2 separate regions of the Mus musculus genome follow, and region 2 is linked to region 1. A link is a contact called in public Hi-C data. All regions are on one chromosome and are shown on one strand. Each heading gives the region's core, a stretch centred on a gene start, on an enhancer-like site or on the middle of the called end of the contact. The rest is flanking DNA. Distances are from core to core; before and after follow the strand shown. Region 1 has its middle 120 kb from the start of Mpdz. Region 2 has its middle 37 kb from the start of Gm46886.

Evidence for each region. Hi-C and Micro-C count contacts between places; a contact is called where the count stands out from the background.
Region 2: a Hi-C map of myocytes shows a contact between it and region 1, with 5 times the contacts expected there. The contact joins two enhancer-like sites. A contact is called at or near these places in 3 of 484 Hi-C or Micro-C datasets (the C2C12 cell line, cerebellum and myocytes) and 2 of 115 datasets of contacts at active chromatin or transcription factors (astrocytes and embryonic basal ganglia).

The regions. Positions count from the first base shown.
Region 1 is chr4:81,562,106-81,568,916 of GRCm38.p6, forward strand. No RefSeq gene overlaps it. Among named protein-coding and RNA genes, the nearest start is that of Mpdz, 120 kb to the left of the region's middle. Within about 2 kb of position 3,471, at least 33 of the 459 cell types and tissues checked have an H3K27ac peak or open chromatin away from gene starts, as enhancers often do. A contact at or near this core is called in myocytes, where this site is marked.
Region 2 is chr4:81,968,253-81,975,063 of GRCm38.p6, forward strand. No RefSeq gene overlaps it. Among named protein-coding and RNA genes, the nearest start is that of Gm46886, 37 kb to the left of the region's middle. Within about 2 kb of position 2,404, at least 27 of the 459 cell types and tissues checked have an H3K27ac peak or open chromatin away from gene starts, as enhancers often do. A contact at or near this core is called in myocytes, where this site is marked.

The DNA of each region.
Region 1 (6,811 bases), core at 2,221-4,720:
TCACCCAGCCTGGATGTGGGTTGTCTTGGTGGAAAGCAACCCATCTTGGGAAACCTTAAATCTGAGCTAGCTACCACAATGGGGGCCTCTCTTTATGTGGAAGAACATGTAAAATGGGTATGGCCTGCTGAGCAACATCAGAGATGGTTTCCACAAGGAAGCGCTGCCTGAGAAAAGGCAAAATGAAGGGAGATGACCTTGAAGGCAAGACTGAAAGACAGGCTTCTAAGGGGTCTATCTGGCAGGAGAAAGCAGAGAGAGAGAGAGAGAGAGAGAGAGAGAGAGAGAGAGAGAGAGAGAGAGAGAGAGAGAGAGAGAGACAGAGAGAGAGACAGAGAGAGAGAGACAGAGAGAGACAGAGAGACAGAGAGAGAGAGACAGAGACAGAAAGACAGAGACAGAGACAGAGACAGAGAGACAGAGAGAGGGAGGGAGGGAGGGAGAGAGGGAGAAAGGGAAAGAGAAGCTCCTGCGGAAGGGGTTCATTCACCAAGACCTGTGGCCACATAGTCTTAACTTAGCAGTGTGAACTAGACAATGCCCTCCCTTTGTAGGGTAGCGCCACAAAGCTAAAAGAGTTTAACTGATTCAAAGCCATGAGCAGGCAGAGATGTCTCCCAGACAAGGCTAGAAGGAAATTTACCCACTTCTGAATCTGAGATTTGAGCTGCTGCCCTCCCTGCACATTTTGTCCAGAGGCAGTTGCCTTTAGAAACCCACGGAAGGACAGTGTCACGCCACACACAGGTTCAGTAGTACATTGGTTCATTCACCTGAGACGTTTTTCTTGTTCATTATGTATGCAGAAATAGTAAGGGTTGTTTCTTATGTACCAGACATCCTATTAGAGTATATTGTAAACTTTATCTCATGAGAATCTCAGTAAACCCCATAGATTAAGTAGAATGCTGTTACCATCCTCTTTCCATGAAAGAAGTAATCCGAGATTAACAAGTTTGAGTGTCCTACCTTAGGTCACACAGTTTAGAAACAGCAGAGAAGACCCTTGAATGGGGTGGGGGAAGAACCTGCCGTAGGAAAAAAGATTCTCTGAAGCTTTGACACAGTTAGGAATGCTTTAGGAAACCACTGTGGTTTCCTAAATTACAACAGAAAGTTTAATACGAAGGGTGGCGATTTAACAGAAATGTTTCTTTCTGGATGATAAAGGTAGCATCTCTCTCTCTCTCTCTCTCTCTCTCTCTCTCTCTCTCTCTCTCTCTCTCTCTGTCTGTGTGTGTATGTATGTATGTATGTATGTATGTATGTATGTATATGCACACACGTGTGCGCGTGCCAGAGTGAGAGAATACAGTTATAAAGGCGAGGAGTTGATGGGAGGAGGTGAGAGTTGAAGAACGCTTCTAATTTAGCAGCCTACAATTTACTAGAAATTTATGGCAACCCTCCCACCACAGACTGGTGGAGGTGAGGGAGGGTCGTCGGGGAAAGCCTGTGCAGTGGAGCCAGAGCATCCACGCAGCAAGCTCAGGCCACTCTGCTCCTTCCTCTGTCAGTAGGAAACGCTTGCTTTGCCTTCTGGTGCCTTCACACCAACATTCCTGACTCTCTCACACCCGCCTCTCGTGTAAAGCTTGTCAGGTCTCACTTGGTGAAGTGAGTGAGACTGGAGAACATCAGAATGTGCTGTTCAGGAGTTCTGCTTCAGAGCAGGGAGCCAGGCTGCATAAAAATGTGGCCAACGCTGCAGTGCGTGGGGGGATTTAAGGCAGCGGCAGCACTCACGGAGTGAGACCAATGAGATTCATTGCAGGTGTAGACCGTGGCAGTCTCCACGAAGTCTGGAGCAAGGGCTTTGGCAGGAACATATTTTTTATTTTATTTTTCAGTTCTTTGATTGCCTTAATTAAAATACCCATTGCAGCAAATGTTAGCACTTAGTAAAAGAACCCAGTGTATCTTTGCCTCAAAGTTGTGTGAGAATTAGAAATGATCTATGGTTCCTAAAAGAAATAACCATAAAGAAAGAGCTTGGATTTTTTTTTTTTTTTTTAACACAGCAAGAAGCATGGAAGTATAATGTAAGAATCTGAAACTTCCATTAAGACTTCTCAGTTTTCGGAATCCAAGTTTCATATTTGTGCCTGGTGGTAGTAAATGCGAATGTTAACCCAACCCTAATTGTTTTTTAGCTTTTGCCCTGACTGTAATAAAGGCTCCCAGGCTAGGAAATGGTTCACAATTTGTTAGTGGAACAGGAAATTTTTATTGGTAGTGGAGCATCCACATGACTGCTGATTTCTATTTATAAAATTCTTCGCATTTTTCCTTCAGGTTTACCAAGGGATTTGGTATTTTCTAAGACATTTAATTTGGTGTCTGGGTGCTTCGCTAAGTAAATAAACAGAAATTTTCTTTCTGTTGCTAGACAAAAAAAAAAAAAAAGTTTTCTTTTAGAAGTCAGTAGAGGGCGCTGTTGGCATTTGATTTGGCTTTCTAATACCGTAGATGTTCCCTTCTTAATTAATTCAATGTTTGAAATCAAACCTCCGTTTAAATGTAATGATATTAATATGTGAGAATAGATGTGTAAACGTGGAGATTTTCCATTCCCATTAAACCCACAGAACCAAAGGTCTCTAGTTCTCCTCTGAGCCCCTTTGAGAGTACTTATGTATAGAAATGTTGGCTGCTATACATTAAAGCTGCACACAGTTGAGTTCATGCATCCAGGCAATGATTCAACATTTTGGAGACTGATTGCAAGTCGGGGAAGAAGGCAGCTTCCTGTGGTTTTCAAGAAAAAGGGGGAGAAAAGAAGGCAAAAGAGACATTAGCCTTAGAGCCCTACTTTTTAAGTTTTTCAAAAGAAACATTCTATTTGCTAGGTTTAAGGTAAAATTTATTATAGTTAATCCAGGAGTAAATATGTTTTGCAGTTAAGATTCTAGGTACATTTGACACTATTTTTATCCTTAATTTTTAAAAAGTTATTCTATTCCTTCTATTCCAGTTTGAGTTCCTTGGCCACAGGCTATAAAGATTACCACAGTCCCAGTATTTGAAGGATATTTCTACTTTTGGTTCATAGACTTTCATTAAAATAGACTACAAAATAACAATCTCTAAGAACCCCACTCAAGTTTTGTATTTATTTGGCTGATACCTCTATGATGTGTGTGCACTAGCTGTAAGTAGGAAACCGTGGATCTGTGGGGAACCAATGAAGAGAGGATGGAGACTTTATTTTCAAAGGGCCTCCAAGAATAAATACACAGCCAAGCAGCCCAGGTGAGCAAAATGAATGCTGGCTTCTGATCCATCTAGAGTTTTCTCTGTAAAGTGAAGATGAACGTAAAGTGCGCAGCGTTTAAATCAGTGACATTAAAGACTTACCACTTTACCAATCCTAAAATAGAAAATGACTCTCGGGGACAGTGAAGGAGGCAGCCTTCTGTTTGTGGTATTGTAGCAACGGCTTCTGAGGCACCCCTCACACACATACCGCTGTTGCCCAGGGTGGAAGGCTCCTTCCCTGGGTTGCACAAAACAGGGCATGCAGTTGATCGTGTTTCTGAGTATACAAAGAAGTGCTACTTTCTGGGGACAGTAAAACACATTGCATTTTGCAAACAAAACATCAAGCCAAAGGCATGTCACTGTTCACAAAACACATGGAACTTGTTGGAAGGCAAAGGGAAAGAGATCGTTGGCGTTTTAGTGGAAAGGTAGAAAAGAACTATGATATCATCAGGCAGCATCGGGTTCTCTCCGATCGTTTACACTCTTTAGTGTGTCAGGGTTGGTCTGTGCTTGTGTTGATTTCCGGCCTTCCAATCGAGATTAGTTTTACTTTTCATTCTCATAGGAAAAGCGTGACTCTGTCGTTCAGGTAGAATCGAAAAACAAATAGAAATGCTTTGTGGTTCTTAAATGATCTAGATAGCTGGGCAAAAAGGCCCAGTACTATTGCAAGTATAATTTTAGGTGAAAATTTTGTTCCATGTGAAGCATTAATTTTAATAGAGACTTATATATAAATGCTCATTTGAATAATAATGTAAAATTAAATTTAAATTGTAAATACCGTCCAGTACTAGCTGTTTTCTGGCTCGAATTCTTCAGCACATATGGTGCTAGCATAAGCTTGTGCCTGTCTGCCTACTCTGGGTAATTTTGCATGCAAATAGTTTTAGTGCCTATGTTGAGGTGCTAAAACGTGTTTAGTACACTTGAAAATATTTGCATTGCAAAAGGAGAGTGAATCTCCTGAGGAAAATCGAATTGATATTTTGTATTAAGAGACCACTCTGGGTACCGTGTGGTCTTCTTCTATGAAGAATTCTGTTTACAGTACAGCTAGCATTTTTAATTGACCTTTAGAAGAAAAGGTCTGGCAATAGCTTTGCCAACTTTATAAACCGTTGGGCCATCTTCTGGCAACGTTCTTCACACGAATCAGTGGGGCAGAGAGAGAAGGACGTTATCTAGCGGCTTTTGCTGGACTGTCACTTCTCAAGCCTCAGTTTGGTGGACTGGTAAGAGAACTCTGAAAATTATAAACCCAGTTTCAGCTGGAATGAGCCTAACCAATTAGCTAACTAGCTAACCAACTAGCTCAGGGAAGGCTTGCATGCAGGGGAGCAGCCGTGGTTGCCGGGCGTGAGGCCCCACACAGGGTTCCATTTGCCTCAATCCCATCTGCTGCATTTACGGGAACCAGTTCGTTAAGTCTGAATTGAATCCAAATAAAATGCGTTTCTGACGCAAAGCCGATGACTGGTGCCATTCTCCACTGCATTATGTCAAATTAGAGTTTGTTTGGAAAAGAGGTTACAGAGAGCCTGTGCAAATGTCGCTTGCACGGAACATTGATCGAGTAAGAGTTCTGCACAAATTCAACCGCCACTTGCTATAAACAAATTTGCCCCTCCCTAGTTTGACTCCTATTCACCAAGACTGAATCAAAATATTAGAACCTCTAATGAAGTAATAAATAAAATTCAAGACAGGCTAGTAAAAGGTTGGTGGAACTTCTCTGACAGCCATCTTTTCCACGTTTTTAGAGAATTTCATTTTATTACCTATGCTAGTTGGGGAGGAGTGCGTCCTTATAAAATGAAAGTAGTCCAGTGTCTGCAAAAGAACCAAATGATAAGAGGCACAACGGAGGAAGCCAGCATAGAGGATTTCCCTCCCTGCATCTCTCTCCGTAGAGAAGGGAGGCCATGGGATGCTAATGACTTCTGTTGTTGGAGATGGGCAAGTCTGTTTTACCCCAAGCTCCACCAAGAAAGAACTGCCTACTACAGATTGGATGGAGCTTAGAAAGAACTCCAGGGTGTACTCCGGATATTTGTTCTCTTCATCCCTGTCACTTCCCGTAGTGTCTAAGGTGTAGTAGCATTGTGTACTACTAAATATCAGAGATAGGTAGCAGGCAAGAGACAAAGGGAACTCTTTACAAACACAAGCCAGCTTAGAAGGGCTGTCTTTACTATGGGATGAAACTCCTGGTGGCAATCTATTTCTTTACTTTTTTTTTCCTTTTGGGAAAAAAAAAAAAGAGGCCTCTGCTTTATGTAGGACCTTTGCACATCCATCAACCTATTAAGCAACTAAATAAAGCAGTATATGAACAATAAATCATTTTGAATTTCATGCATGCACAAACCTTTTGATACCAAATTGACAAGAGAAACTTGGGTCTGGAGGAGGCTACAGACACTCCTCCAACAGTGTTGCATGTAAGATTAGGAGTTGTTCTCCACTCCTGTCAACTGCTCATTCTGGGTTCCAAATCTCGGGGCTTCTCTTTCCTCTGGTGATGGTGGAGACTAGGATGCTCAGCATGGAATTGTGTGTGTGTGTGTGTGTGTGTGTGTGTGTGTGTAAGAGCCTGCTAGCACATGTGTGGTTGAGGGGGTGGGGGAGCACGCTGTTCAGGATAAACCCACCACACATTTCTGCCATCACAGACGGTGGGCAAACAGCTGTCTGCACAGCTGAGACCACTGGAGCTGCCTGCCCTGCTCCAGTAACTCGTGAGCACATGGCTGGTCCCTGGATGGCACCATGCCCTGTGCAGCAGAGAGGCCCCAGCTTTCCCGAGGCTGAGCAGGCGGGGACTTTGCCACCAGACACAATAAGCATGTGAAATCAGGTCTCATGAATAATTCATCCTTAGTGTCCTATGAAACAAAGAAATGGTATGTTTGCTGGGAGATAACCATGTTCTGGCATTTGTAAATCTTTCTGGATTTGGAGTTGATCATGTTTCTGGTGTTGGAGAAATGTTTTGTTTTGTTGTGTTTTTAAATTTTTTGAACACACACACACACACACACAAAAAAAGTTGGAAATTCAACATAGTAATTTTACAGTGGAGGTCTTCCATGACATATTGAATGGTTTATACGAGTTTGGCTCATGATTTAGGAATCTGAAAAAGTAAAAAAAAATCTCATTTGGTGAAAAGGGATGTTAAAATCGGTTTGCTGCCATAGACTCCAGCAGGACAGAGAGTTCCCAAGATTCTTTCTTTCCGACAAGGCAAGCAGCCCACTCTGCTGGTACATGCTTCATTGCTGTGAGCTGAAAAAGCTGCTGGGCCCCCAGCATCTCACAGCATTGCAGGGAGAACAGATCTCTCGGTTTCGCCATCAATGTACAAAAACATACTTTGGTGAACCGAACTCCAAATTGTAGTGACACTCATATGCTCACCAGTTTAACACCAGTTAAATTAGTAATAAAAAAATAACCCTTCAAGAAAGAGAAGCTACTCTATTCCTTACTGTAGGTGGACTCAATGCAACGGACCTACAGACACTGGGTAGAGCACATTCAT
Region 2 (6,811 bases), core at 1,154-3,653, 410 kb after region 1:
GACAAGAATGAAATAGATCCCTTACCCAGAGTTCAAGAAATGTCTACAAATGCCTGTGACCTACTCCTGTGGCTGTCTTACCCCATTGTATCTTTCTCAGAGTCTGGCAGTAATGGGTGGCATACATGTCAAAAGTTCTAAGAAGGGTGCTTTATCACCAGATGGTTTGACTCAAATGTGATATGGGCTGGAGCTGGCAAGCAATCTCAAGAAAGAAAACAAGTGTATAGAGATGGATGTGCCTGGAGATATCCTTTGATTTCACTAGTCCCTTGCTCAGCCTCACTCTCCATTTTTGACTCAATGCCCAGGGTGACCCATCAGAACAAGTCTCCAGAACTTCAACATCTTTGCTCAAAAATGGAAACAATAGTGCACACTAATAGTGCAGGCATCAGCAAAAGCACACAACGCCAGTTTATTAATATTCTAGAACAAGTCTACTTAAAGCAACCTTTTAAGTCCCATGTCATATCATCCTTTATAATTTTAATTAAAATGTTCACTACATTTATTTATTATAGAGTAGTGCATGCCACGGTGCACATGGGGAGGCCAGAGGAACAACTTATGGGAGTCAGTTCTTTCCTTAGAACATGTGGGTCCCAGATGGAACTCAGGTCATTAGGCTTGGCAGCAAGCACCTTCAACTGCTGAGATATTTTGCAGCCCATCCATCCTTCATCATTTTGATTATAGATCTCCCTACAGCTTGAAAGCGTCTCTTTTTATTCACCTGCTCATTTGTCCAGTTGGTCGTTCTCTCGCTCATTAAAATATACAGTCCAAGGGGATAGAGGTTTTCTCTGTAATGTATTAGGTTTTACCTGCTCTTAGGAGGCATCCAAGTCCATGAATGTTTGTAGAATGTGAAAGAGACCATTGATTAGTGATAAGTACCCATCTATAATCCTATACACACACACACACACACACACACACACACACACACACACACACACACACATATATATATATATATATATATATATATATATATATATATATATATATAATTTTTACTAGATAATACTCTTATGTACTCAACAATCATAATTTTAAAATCTACATGTTTATCCTAATGTGCGTGCGTGTGTGTGTGTGTGTGTGTGTATATATGAATACTACAATACTGGGGTACTGGGGAGTGGTAGTCTCTGGAACTGAACCTAGAAACCAGTTTATATTTCTTCTATGACAGGGCAGCTGTCTACCTGTTCATTTCTTTTGTTCATAAGATGACTGTCATTCTCCCTTACCCTAGTCTGATTTAGAATCTGCTCAGTAGCTGCAGCCCTCTTTACAGTTCATACCTACCACTTCCATGTGCCTAGCCAGTGGTAACTATGCACGATCTGATATCTGATATCATTATGAGTCCTCTTTACAAAGTTTGGGGTCTGGTAATTCAACTTTCTTTAGAGTCACTAGTTTAACTCCTTACTGAAACATAGGACATTGAGCCCTATCTCCAATGGTATAAACCCTCCCAAAGCAAACCCACAGATCTGATATTCCACAACAATGAGTTTGAGGCCACACATGAGGCAGCCACTGCTGGCCACATCCCAGCTGTGCTGCAGAAGGGTGACTAGCAGCCATGGTTTCCAGCTCAGGCTTCTGTAAGGCATCTCCAGAGGCGTTGGCAGTGTTAATTGCTAGCTCCTTCTGGCATGCCAGCCATGCTTCTTCATCGGGAAGACCATGCCATGTGCAAATAGCCCCCTGTGGTACTGCGACAGAACCCACATTTGGCAGCAAGCAGCAACATTTTAAAAGATGTTTTATTTGCTTTAGAGTTAGGTTCATTATGCCCTACCCCATCCTCCTGCTGACATTTGGGGACTGAAATATGTTTTTTTGTTTGTCTTGTTTTGTTTTTGTTTTTCCCATTTGTGGTGGGATTTCATCAGGTTACAAAGTTCTGTGTCCAGTGAGATTGTTGCAGAAGGGAGCCCATAGCTGAGTGTATGGACTAGTGTTTATATTCAGGAGTGTGGGAGCAAGGAGCTGTTACATGGGAAGGGAACACAGTGGGAAAAAGAATCTTCCTCTTTCTGAAGCCTGTGACTGACTTCCGTTCTGCAGTACTGCCCCACATGACCTAAGTCATTCTCATATCATTTTAAATTCTCCCTGTAGAGCTCCTCAAAGGGAGCCTTGGTTGTGACAAGCAAGCTTCTGTGGCTGACTTCCTGTAAGCAGAATCTCCACATCATTTTTCTGCCTGATTTAACTTGATCCTTCAGTAACCGGGATTTAGCCAGCTACTCTATGAAACGACACCAAGTCACATTCCCAAGGTCCGTAATATGCCATTCATTAGGATGACTCTCTTGGCATCCACTGTGGGTGTCCTCTTGCTACACCGTAAGACCTAGGGCAACAGAAAGAAGCCAAGCCACTGAAACAGCTGCTGTAGGAAGCGCTGTGGTCAGAGGGCCAACGCCAACGCCAAAGGCATGCAGCAACTGAAATGCAGATGTTCGATTTGGCAACACGACATGGCATGTGGGCCGTTCTGAGTCAGTGAACCAAGTGGGGTGACAAGGGTTTTCTTCTTACAGAGTTTGTCCTGAGATTGAAATTGCTAGATTGAATTCTCTTACTTCAAGAGATTAACTGATTAGCTACTGGGGACTCATGCAGTGAGAACATTTTGTTCTTTCTTGTCCCTTTCGTGGGATAGATCTTCAGGTGGAACAAAGAGATATGTACTCAACAGTCCTGCTTCATCTGAAAAGCCACCACTGGGGAGTCTCCCAGACACATGTGAAACAGAAACTCTTTGTTCTTGAGGCTCATAATCTAAGTTTCCTATCTTAAATTAAAGACAGGAAAAATAACACAAACAAACAAACAAACAAATCTCATACTCATCTCCAAGGTTGACACTTATACTACTTAGCTCTCCTAAGTTATATGTGCCTTCCCTAAAGTTTAATAGAAAGCTCTAAATTCTTCCACAAATTTCACATGCTGAATTCCTCATTGTTAGCACCTCAGATAATTATCTTATTTGGAAATTGAGTCAAGAACATGTATATGTATGTGTATGTGTATGTGTATGTGTGTGTGTATGTGTATGTGTATGTGTATGTGTGTGTGTGTGTGTGTGTGTGTGTGTGTGTATGTGTATGTGTATGTGTATGTGTATGTGTATGTGTATGTGTATGTGTATGTGTATGTGTATGTGTATGTGTATGATCAGTGTAGTTGAGATAAGGTCACAGTAGAGTCTAATGTGTATCTTACCTCATAAGATTGTTATCCTTATTAAAGGGGATATTGACCAGAGACATGTAGAGAGAACAGCATGTGAACAGAAGGGCAGAGATAGAGCAAGGAACACCAAGAATGCCAAGGAATATCAAAGTCACCAGCAAGTCACCAAGAACTAGGGGGATTAAAGGTGTGGAGAGGGATTTTGCTTCCTAAGGAGGGACCAAACAAAGTCACCACATAGGAGTACACTATAGTATTCTGGGACTATTTATGAGAGAGGAAGTTTCTGTCCTTGATTCTGTTTGTGGTGCTTGTTATAGCAACCTTAGCAAACTAATTCATACAGTTATTGCTTTCTGGTCTGTGGGCCCCCATCGTTCAAATTAAAGTCCTTGGGCTAATTCTCTCCACTAATTTTCCACACACGCTTTAGGGATTAAAAAGTTGAAAATGGATGTAGAAAATGAACAGATCCTGTTACACCGTTTTCAGTATCTTTTCAGTGTATTTAACAAAGCTATTGGTAAACCCTATATGAGTCGAAAAGTCAATGCCCTTTCGAGGCCACGGAAAAGGAGGATTTTAAGGCCACGGAAAAGGAGGATTTTAAGAAGTGGTGACTTTGAAGCAGGTATTGTGATATGATGAGACTTGAGTATACCGTGGGGCTTGCTCTGAGAAACAGGATCTGTAAGATGATAAAAGCCAAAGGCGACTCAGTGTGTTATGGTCAGAATGGAAGGGTGCCTCACATATACTAGCTCCAGAGGTCAGAGAAACACCATTTGTGTCTATAGTAGCTAACATCCCTCTTTTTTTTTTTTTTTCCAGATTTAGAAATGAACCGGAAACTTCAGAGACTAAGTCTGATGGGGAGAAGTTTCTACCCAGCTTGTAGGTAACTGAGTAGTCCAGGAAGTGGGCTCTAGGGAATGCTGTGCTTTTCACTCAGTCTGCTCTTCAAGAACGAGACACATGTGCCCTTCTATGCCAAGAATGATGGCTGCCGAGGGCTTACTGCTGACTCTTTTAGCATTGCCTGCACTTGAAGGGAAACTCCCTTACCTCAGGTCACATTCCATCTATGGGACAGCATACATACAAGGAATGCAAAGCCACCAGACAACATCATAACTCTTGTTTATTGATATCTCACTGTGTCCTGTGGCAGACACATTCCGCTTTGAAGTTCAGGTGCTCCATGTCTTAAACACAGAGTTAAATAGGCAGAGTAAAAATTATCCAAATAGTTAAGTGGAAACATTGGAACCTATATTAATTAACATTTCTTTCTTGAGACTTCATATTCTGTCCAGTAAACTATAGTATTGTACAGTGGCCATTGATTTAGTGTGTATTCTGTTCAGGAGGATATAAAACCCCTTATTCATATGTCCTCTCTAAGATGGCACTTAAAATTCCTTTAGAAAATACCCATCCCTGTAATTCAGTGGTTCTCAACCTGTGGGTTGTGACCCCTTTTGTGGATCTAATGACCCTTTCACGGGGGTCACTTAGCACTATTGGAAAATACAGATATTTACATTACAATTCATAACAGTAGCAAAATTACAGTTCTGAAATAACCACAAAAATAATTTCATGGTTGGGAGTCATAGCAACAAGAGGGATGACATTAAAGGGTCACAGAATTAGGCAGGTTGAGAATCAGTTCTCTAAATGATCATGCTAGCTTCTTCGCAGCAGTTCAGTGAGTGCTTTGCTAGGTAGATCCATAACATTTGCTACAGGCTTTCTTCTGCTGCAAAGTAGTTTTTTGTTTCTTGGGGTGGCACTGTTATATTATGTATCATTTTATATTGACATCAAATGCCCCTCATACAATGGTCTTTGCTGAGTCAGAGAGAGAGAGAGGAAGAGAGAGAGAGAGAGAGAGAGAGAGAGAGAGAGAGAGAGAGAGAGAGAGAAAAGAAAAGACAAGACAAGACAAGACATCATACCCATGAGCCAGATGTATTGATTTAGTCAAAGTGAATGGTTGTTTCTTTTAAGGTAGAAAGAGGTTAGTTTATTCAATTTGCCATGAAGTGGCTATTTAATCTCCATAGGAATTATGACACTCTGAGATTCCCTCTTTTGTCACTGGTGGGTTAGATCTTCAACAACAGCAGCGGCTAAATCATCTTTGATGAGTGGCAGCCTCCAATGCTAATTCCTTCCATGTCATCATAACTACACCAGGCATGAGTTAATTGTACAATTACTGTGGTCCCAGACCCAGTCTTATGTGTGCTCATTCTATATTATAAGATATAACTTCTGGGTTTATCACATCTCATGACTTGGTACCATATGACAAAACCCAAACTGTGAGAGGGAATTCTGGTCTCAAGTCACTTTGTAGCCTATCATCATCCTACCATATGGTCTCATGCCAGGAACTAGGGCATAATTTTATGGTGCAGATGGCATATCTTTACTCCATGAACATATGAGTATACACTGTGGTTCTTTTACTGTGGCTCACGATAGACTTTGTATAGCATCCTTACATACCACAACCCTCTCTATTAGAATATTATATATTATTATAAAATACAATAGGATCTGACAGATCTTATGGCCTAAGTCAGGGCCAGTTACATTATACTGTAGACCTGTACAGATTAGTCCTGTTAGAGTCATAAAAAAACTGACATTCCTGATAGGGACTTGAATCATTTATAAGTGAGTCAGGAATGTTCCCAGTGACAAGGTAAAAAAAACAAAAAGAGGAAAACAAAAAGAAAAGAAAAAAAAAAAAAAACAGGCATCCTAAATGCAAATTCTGCCAGCTAATAATATCTCTCTTCAGAATAGGATACATTGGAGGCAACAAGTTTCCTTTACTTCAGAGGCATGCCCCACAGATGTCTAAGGTTTTGATGATATCACTTAATCAATGCAGAATTCATAGCCCACAACTCTGGGGTGTGTGGAATTTATGAAAATACTTAAAAAACTGTCTGCTGCTTGCTTATGTGGTGTGGTTAGGATCATGTCTTTGATATAATAGACCAACGTTACATTCTGATAAACGTCCAGATAAGGCACATCCCTTTTGGATATATAAGGCTTAAGATTTGAACAGTATATACAGCTCTGGGCCAAGACTGTAAACACATGCTTTTCTATTCCTTGAGAAGGTAAAGTTTCTTCTGACCACTTTTCCTATTACTATCTAGTAGTGATACACAATCTTCCTGAAGCTGACTTAACATGTGTTTACAAAGACAGTCACATCTGACAAAGATACCATGGGAACTTCACTTGGATGAGTGTTCAGTGCTCTACCATTTTTCTCCAGGAGTGTACTAGCTGATTTTTTTGTCTGGGACCAAATATATGATAAGAATAAACTCCATGAAGGCAGGATTTAGATTGACTCATGGCTTGAGAGAATAAGAAAAGACATGGCAACAGCAGAAAGAAATGGCTGGTCACATTGTGTCTGCAATAAGGAACTACAGATAAATACCCCACTGCTTTCCCTCTTTTTATCCAGTCTTGGCATTCATTCCATGAGTGGAACCCACATTTAAGGTCATTCCTCTTCTTTTGTTTAACATTCTATATAAATACTCAT